Regions from separate parts of the Canis lupus genome. Here region 2 is linked to region 1. A link is a contact called in public Hi-C data. All regions are on one chromosome and are shown on one strand. Each heading gives the region's core, a stretch centred on a gene start, on an enhancer-like site or on the middle of the called end of the contact. The rest is flanking DNA. Distances are from core to core; before and after follow the strand shown. Region 1 holds the start of ZNF235 (zinc finger protein 235). Region 2 holds the start of LOC484461 (zinc finger protein 234).

The links. A called contact is a pair of places that touch in the nucleus more often than the background predicts.
Region 2: a Hi-C map of blood shows a contact between it and region 1, with 6 times the contacts expected there. The contact joins the promoter of LOC484461 here to the promoter of ZNF235 in region 1. A contact is called at or near these places in 2 of 9 Hi-C or Micro-C datasets (both in blood).

Annotation. Positions count from the first base shown.
Region 1 is chr1:111,726,221-111,730,428 of UU_Cfam_GSD_1.0, forward strand. ZNF235 (zinc finger protein 235) reads left to right here and starts at 2,010. Exons shown (of 5, transcript XM_038528659.1): 1 at 2,010-2,071. The coding sequence starts at 2,057.
Region 2 is chr1:111,886,114-111,890,321 of UU_Cfam_GSD_1.0, forward strand. It overlaps LOC484461 (zinc finger protein 234), which reads right to left and starts at 2,011. Exons shown (of 5, transcript XM_038528660.1): 1 at 1,816-2,011; 2 at 45-114.

The sequences.
Region 1 (4,208 bases), core at 760-3,259:
GCCTACCCCTTGCTCCCGCTAAAAGTGTTGGTTAACTTCATAGTGCAAACTTCGTTTCTCTCTCTCTCTCTTTTTTTAAGATTTTATTTATGATAGACAGAGAGAGAGAGAGGCAGAGACAGGCAGAGGGAGAAGCAGGCTCCACGCAGGGAGCCCGACGTGGGACTCGATCCCGGTTTCCAGGATCACGCCCTGGGCTGAAGGCAGGCGCTAAACCGCTGAGCCACCCAGGGATCCTCCGTTTTTCTTTTATACAACCGAACTTTTTCAATTCGTAATTGCTTTCTCATGAGCTTCAAGAAATGTATAAAACAAAAAGAAATGTGACAGCTGCAGCGCCAGAGGAACTGCTCAAACCGAAGCCACCTTCGCCCAGAACGAGAGCAAGCCGGTGGGAAGCGCGATCCCGCGAGCTGCATTCTGGGAAACGTAGTCCAGCAGGTGCGCGAAACCCGAGGCGCTTCCCCTTGGGCATTCTGGGAAGTGTAGTCCAGGAGCCCGGTAGAGTCCGGGGCACTTCCGCTCCAGGAAGGCGAGGTCGGGGCCGAGGTTGCTGGCGGTGAGGTGAGTTCACCCCGTGTCGCTGCGGTCCCTCCGAGCCTTCTCGGTCTCGGCGTGGGGCCAGCAGCCAGCCGGACCCCGGTCCTGGGGAAGGGGAGCCGCGGCCGGCGGCGGCGGAGGGCGGGGACGGAGGCGGCGGCGGCACAGTGCCGCTGCCCGGCGGAGCCTCCGCGTCGGGGCGGGCGCGCGTGGCCAGCGGAGTTTGAAGGTCTCCCGCGCTCTCGGCGCCCCCGGCCCCCGGCCCCCACCCCCGGCCCGGCCCTGCCGCGGGCGCCGCGTCCGCCTTGCCGGGAAACATTGCGCGAGCCACTTAGCATCCCCTTGCCTCGGTTTCCTCGTGCCTAAAGAGCATTAGTGCCTTCCCGGCGGTGCTTGGAGAATTCAACGGGATCAGCCTGGGAAAGCTGCAGATCGGTGCCTCGCGCCGCGTCGGATGGCACCGCGCATCCTGTCCTCGTAACTCGGGGCCCCTGTGGTGGGGAAGCTCCCGAGAGCCCCTGAGAGCCAGCTCTGCCGCGGGGCCGGTCCTGGATTCCTGGTCTCTCCCGAGACACTTGTTGAGGAAGGAGAGTTCTCCTTAGCCGGACCCTGGCGAAAGTTCTTGGTGGTTTATCCCAGAGAAACGGCCGCGGTCCCGGCTTCGCGCAGTGCCCGCGGCGTGGCGCGTCCCTGACTGTTCACAGCTGCGTGCGTTCGTTCAAATGCACCAGGATTTCTTAGTCTGCGGTTTTTATTATTCTTTGCCTCCGTGCACACGGGAGAAACTTGGTGGAGGCTCTTCCGGCTTATTAATGACAAGCTCCAGTAATTACACATCTTAAAAATGGTGTTCAGTGCGGGACGGAGTAGGGGGGAAATCATGGCAGTTTATCGTTAGCAGGAGAATGAATGATCTGTGGGACAACCAGCGAGAAGGACTTTCCTTAGGGTGACGATAACTCACAGCCCAGAGCATTCAGCTCTGAATTCTAGGCTTCTTAAAACCTTCACTTTCCGGAGAGCACATCTGCAAGGGAGGTTTTGTGAAGCATAATAGCATCTGCTTGTGTGGCTCCGCAGGAAATGGGGAATACTGGCATTATGATGATCCCCGTTTACAGGTGACTGGATTGAGGCACAGAAAGATTAATAACTCGCTCAAGGTTTATCCTGCTAGTAAGTAGAAGGCAATAAGGAGAAATGCAGAATTTGAACCCAGGCACTTTGGTCCCAGTAAGTTATATTGCCTGTATGCCTCTCATTTCCTCATACCCAGGCTGGGGAATACTCTGGAAGCTGCCAGAAGCACTTAGATTAGGGACTGTTCATGAACTCACGCAGTTGATTGAGGGGGAAGCTGGAATCCAGCCCCGGGTCTGAGTTCTACTGGGGAAAGAGACGCGTCTTCCTGTTGGCACAAAGTGCCACGTAGACTAGCAGCTCTCTCATGATGACTTTCCCTTCCACAGTTTTGCCTTCCCAAACTCTGCCCTTCCCCAGAAGGAGAAGGAGAAAAATGACCAAGTTCCAGGTAAGTTGGGTTTGCCTTTCTGTTCCTTAAAATGACATGTCGTAAAGACTGGATGCATTTTTCCCCTGCTTGGGAAGGGTAAAAGGGAACCCAAGGCACATAATTGTTGTATACCAGGCTCTTGCACTTTGTTTCCAAACAATTGTGTGAAAATTAATAGATATTCTTTTAAAAATGACTTCCATATTACAGACGTGTTTACAAATCAGTTTTAATTGGTCCCACATTCTTTCTCATTTGTATTGACATGCCTAGATTTGTAATCATAGTTTAAGTATCATTTTGAATTTTGCAAATGTAATTTTATGTTACCTACACTTTTTTTTTTCCTACACTTTAAATAGTCATATCATTTCCCATAATTTACCTACTGCTTTACTCCATTCTTCATTTACAGGCAGGTTTTGCCATTTTAAAGATGTTTGCAGTAACAGTTTTCTTACATATAATCTTTCTTTCCATACGGAAATTCTTGAGATTTAAGTCATTTTTTTTCTCTTTGAAGTTTAGGGACTCCATTGTTTTCTCACAAGAGGTGCCTCCCATTTTGTGATAAGAATGTCTAAAGTATGGTTTGGTGCAGCAGAGTCCATCTCAGACTGAACTCTGAAAATAATTTTAGTTGTTTTCAAACAAGAAAAGCTAGATTTGGAGCATGCCTGGCCAGCTCAGTCTGTTGAGTGTGTGAATCTTGATCTCGGGGTCCTGAGTTCAAGCCGCATGTTGGCTGTAGAGCTTATTTAAAAATAAATAAATATTTTAAAATAATAATAAAGAGCTAGATTCTTTTTTTTTTTAAAGATTTTATTTATCTATTCATAGAGACACAGAGTGAGAGAGAGGCAGGCAGAGACACAGGCAGAGGGAGAAGCAGGCTCCATGCAGGGAGTCGGAGGTGGGACTCCATCCCAGGTCTCCAGGATCACACCTCTGGCTGCAGGGGGCGCTAAACCACTGTGCCACCGGGGCTGCCCTAGATTCTCTTTTTTATTCTAAGCTAAACCATGTGTGTATTATAGTTGAATGTTTGTTTTATTCATTAACATGTTAATATGTTTTAAAGAAGTACATATTTAATTTTAAAAATCTTTAGCACTGGGGCGCCTGGGTGGTTCAGAGATTGAGCCTCTATCTTTGGTTCAGGTCGTGATCCTGGGGTCCTGGGATCAAGTCCCACATCAGGCTCACTGTGGAGAATCTGCTTTTCCCTCTGCCCATGTCTCTGCCTCTCATGAATAAATAAATAAAATCTTTAAAAAATAAAAATCTTTAGCACTAGGGATTTGCCAGGCATTTAACTCTGTGGAACAGCTGTGTGAGGATGTAGATGGTCTTATCTGCATTTTAACATGAAAAAACCTTGTGAACCTTCAGATACCTACTGAAATCTACTCAGTGCCCAGGGACACTAACGTTCCCATCGCCTAAGCTGGGAGTTTCAGGTGTTCAATGAGAGTAAATGGAAAGACCCAGAAGAAAAGAGACTTCTCTATTCAGGAACCTGAAGCCAAGCTTCATGTGTGCTGGCATGTCTGGTAGACAGAGGACTCCAAAAATAATATTGTCCTCACCTTATTCCTTTTCTCAGTGGCTGTCTCTTCTTTTCAGATGTCTTAACTAGTTGTTTAGTATATAGATGCTCAGAACTCAAGCTAAAGTTGAGATAATTTTTATTTCCATACAGAAAAATTTGTGAGACGTATAGGAAACAGGAGTCGGGGTTAGGGGTTGGGGGGTGAAGGTGGGAATCTATACATACTAGGAAAAAGGCTTAATATTCTCAATAGGAATTTTACTGATCCATAAGATACTCCAGCAGGATTATGAATAAAGGAAATGTACAAGTAATATAAAAAAATCAAAAGATTTTTTTATTATTTGAATATAGTTGACAGTATGTTGAAACACAATCTTTTAGGGATGCCTGGGTGAGCTCAGCAGTTGAGCATTTGCCTTTAACTCAGGGCGTGATCCTACATCAGGGATTGAGTCTCACATCAGGCTTCCTGCATGGAGCCTGCTTCTCCCTCTGCCTATGTCTCTGCCTCTCTCATGAATGAATGAATGAATGAATAAATAAATAAATATATTTTTTAAAAAGACAATCGTTTAAAAAAATTAAATAAGTGGAGGGGTG
Region 2 (4,208 bases), core at 761-3,260, 160 kb after region 1:
GATGTGAACATTGTTGCGAAAGAAAAATGCCAAATCCCACTCACGTGGAACCTTGCTGTAGTAGTCAAGGAGTCACTCCTTGGATCTCTGCGCAGCTCTTTTTGAGAAGTTAGGCTGGGGAAAGAAAAGAATGTTATGAAATGCCATGATCGTGTGGCTCTCCTCAACAAAAGTTAAAGCCTCCCCTTCCTCCGTGCAATCTGGAAGCAACCCTTATCACCAACTACACCCCAAGACCTGATGTTTGCTTCCCACCTGCTTGTCCTCATTAACCTCTCTTACATTTTTCCTTAAGCTCTTCCTCGTGCACCTCTTAACTCAGGCATGAAACCCAAAACCATGCCTCAGGTGATGACCGCTGCCCTGACAAGACCTGCCACAGGCCCAGACCACTGAGAGCTTTTGAGGCCAACTCATACCTGCACAAAAGGACCATGGAGTGACTTCTGGGATGATCTATTCCCTTTACCTCATTAGAATACTAAAATCCCTGCCCAAGGAAGGGGGGAGGGCTCAGCCTCACATACACAACACACAGTGTAGGTATTGGCATGTTTCACTAAGGCACATGCTCCACCTTAGGCCCATCTTTACATATGATGATGACAAGACTTCCCTATCTAGGGACGCCTGGGTGGCTGAATGGTTGAACGTCTGTCTTTGGCTGAGGTCATGATCCCGGGATTCTGGGATCAAGTCCCACATTGGGCTCCCCGCAGGAAGCCTGCTTCTCCCTCTACCTATGTCTCTGTCCCTCTCTGTGTCTCTCATGAATAAGTAAATAAAATCTTAACGAAAAAGACTTCCTATCTATCTAAATATCTATCCTAACTTTCAACAAAGGGAACCCATTCACCATCTTTTGGGGAGTCACGGCTTTGGAAGCCATTCCCCATGATCTCCTTAGTTGCTGTAAATAAGCTTTCTTTGTGCAACAACTCAACCTGGTACGGTTTCTGACTCAAGGAGAGAACTCACGTTGGATCTGTTGCACCCTCACCTTCCCAAAAGAGAGATTATAAGGGGCCCCCGATTATCCAGAATCATGCAGGAATCAGAGAAGAGGAAAGGTTCTGCAGTGGGATATCTACCCTACCCTAAGGATTTCGGGCTCTTCGGGAAATTGATACTAAGAAATGTCACCATCCACCTTGTGCCAGAAACTGTTTTGAGATGTTTATTTCTACCACTACAGCTGGCACGCAGGGGTGCAAGCGCAGCTGCCTGTGGGAATCCCAAACAGACCAGATTTGGCCTCTTGCCCCTGACAAAATCCACAGGCAGAGACATTAGTGGCGGTGAAATAAGAAAGGAATTTATTTCAGCGACGCCAACGGCTGCAGCCTACCAGCTCAAAGACTCTTCAAAGTATTGGAAACGCTTCCAGGTTTATACACAAAAAATGTGGGGCGATGGCAGGTGGGCAGTGAAGGTCAAATGATCACCGTCTCAATCACGAGTGGGGCCTTGCTGGCTCACAGCAGGGCTTACTGCTGGAGGGGGTGGTTTGGTTCCACCAGGGGATGCTTTGCCCTCAGGGTCTTCCACCCGAGACAAGAGACAAGCTGGACAGAAGCCAACTAGAAAGTTTGAGGTCAAAATGGAGGCAGCTCTCACCACCTCTTCGATTCCCCAACAGCAGGAAGCAGAAGCACCCGTGGGTGTAGGGAGGCAGACGCTGGGCGAGCTAAGACACGCAGAAACTCTCAAACCAGGCGACAGGCGACCCCACCCCACCACACCCCAGGACTGGCAAACCACCCTGAACGCGGAGACTCCCCCAGGGATGCACACCACTGCCCTCCCGCTGCATACCTGCGTACTCTGTCCAGGCTTCTTTCCCCCTAAATCGCCCACTCGCTGCTGGTTCCAAGCACAGATCCAGGAAGTTTGGAAGCGTCCGAAGAGGCGGAACTGACGCACTGCTCCCAAAGAAAATTCAGTAACAACCTCACACTCCCCCCAGCGGAAGTGCCTGCGAAACCATGGAACTTCTGGACTACACTTCCCAGAAGGCACCGGATCCGCCTTCCTGACGGGAAGTGCCTGCCGCCACACGGAGCGTTTGGACTACATCTCCCAGAACGCACCAGATCCGCCTTCCCGAGCGGAAGTGCAAGTCACCGCACGGAGCGTCTGGACTACACCTCCCAGAATGCCGAGGGCGAAACGTTTTTAGTCTCACCCTCCAAAAGTGTTGCGGTTGCTGGGAGCTAGTTGTCTACACTTCCTCGAAATGCCAGAATGGAAGGAATCACGTAGTCTCGACTTCTTGGGTGGTTATGAGGGTTTCTACACTAAGAGTCTGCGTTGCCTCTGCCTGAGTGCTCCGAGAAATTATTCCATGGACACAACTTCCTGAATTCGAAATGCCTCCAATTGTGACAGGAGTATTGTTGGGAAGGGAACCGGTGAGGAGATAACAATCTTCAAGAAATTAACGGGGGCGGGGGGGGGAGGGCAGAAAATAACGGGGAATGATTGCTTAGGCGACACAAGATAATTGAAAGGTAGATGAAAGGACGATATGAGGCTAAAACAGGGTTTAAAGAATGGGTGGGATTGAATGACTTGGGAGAAGCGGTGACTCCTATGCCAGACCCTGATGTACCACAAGTTTAGTAGAAAAAACAACTTAAGACAGCCGAACTGGAAGCTTGTCCTTATGGAAAGTCGCTCTTGCCTCACTTAAACTTTTTATTAGAATTATTATCCCTACTTCGGAGGTGAAAACGTCAAGTTTCAGTGAAGCTACAAAATTGTCCACTATCTTCAAACAGGCAGAACAGCTGCAGAGCTTGACACTGGAGTTATGCTGATTCCCAAAGCCTCTGATTTAACGCCAAAACACTGAGGAGGATTCTGTAGGTGAGGGAGCATGTTCCAGCATTAGGAGTTTTTTTCCTTTATATTTCTGGTTAAAATATCTTTATTATAGTTAGCAATTTTAAAACACATAAAAACTAAAAATAGTATGAACCAAAATAAGAAGAAATGCACCTAGAATCCTTCCCCCTGGGGAAAAAAAAAAGGTTTGTCTCCTAAACTTGTCTCCATAAACTTACATATACCTATCAACATACTTATTTGATTTTTAAAATGAACTCTCATGTTCTCTATTCATTTTTCTAGACTGTGTAAACTAAACATTTTCTAGTATCAGTCACTGAAAATCTAACTCCTTTCAAATAATGGGTGTATGATATTGCATGGAGCAGATTGAGAATGAAAACCACAACAGCCCCTGACATCTGGAAGCTGGTGTGGCACTCACAAATAGGTCATGTTGTTCTCCTTTGGGATAGTAAATGAATCACTATCCTCAAATGAGTGTTCTCTGAGACCATGGTGAAGTGAGACAAAACAAGGCTCCTTCTTAATTCTGTTGAGACAGACAAAAAACAAGATCACTGTGCCAGCCACACAATGCCAACATCCCCCTTTTGCTGGTTAAGTGACTGCTACTGCGTTATCCCTTAGATCTTTATCTTTGTTCCAGTCTGCCTTCACAAAAGATGAAATTTGTTGAAATACTCCATCTTAGAATTGCTCTTGCTTTCTGAAAGTATTTAATCTAGAGTGAACCCTGCTTCCTTAGGTCCTCCCCAAAACACCAAACAAGCCTCAAATGTTGTAATAGATTCTTTCTTTTACCCTCTTTTTCTTTGGATGCCTCATAGTTTTCCCTAGTGGGTGTACTCTCTTACTGCAGTAAATAATAAATCCAACTTGTCTAACTATTGGTGTGTTTCTGGATAAATTAAGTAAATATTTTGGCACATTCCCAGATAAATAGTAGGTTTGCTATGACATATGAAGCTGCAATGAATATCATTTTATGTTCTTCTGGGACAGACAGAAATTTTTGGCTAGTGAACTATCAATCACAAATCACTCCTTTCTTAATCTCTTCCATTTCAGCGAATAGAAAAAGCTGAATGCTCACTTGTCCACCTTCCTTGCAGCCACACAAGTCCATGCATGCAACTGGCTAATAAGATACTGTCAGAGAAGATTACAAGGTACAGGGGAGTAGGGACCTGTGCAACCATAATCTGTCCAACAGTTTGGTGTAGTGCACAGGGTCACCAAGGAATCACACCATGGCATGGTGGAAATGCAAGGGTTTAACAGCCTTGTTGCCCCAGGGTGGTGCTGGCTCCCCAAAGAGTAAGGTGGCCAAGGTGTTGGCCACCTTCTGGTCACAT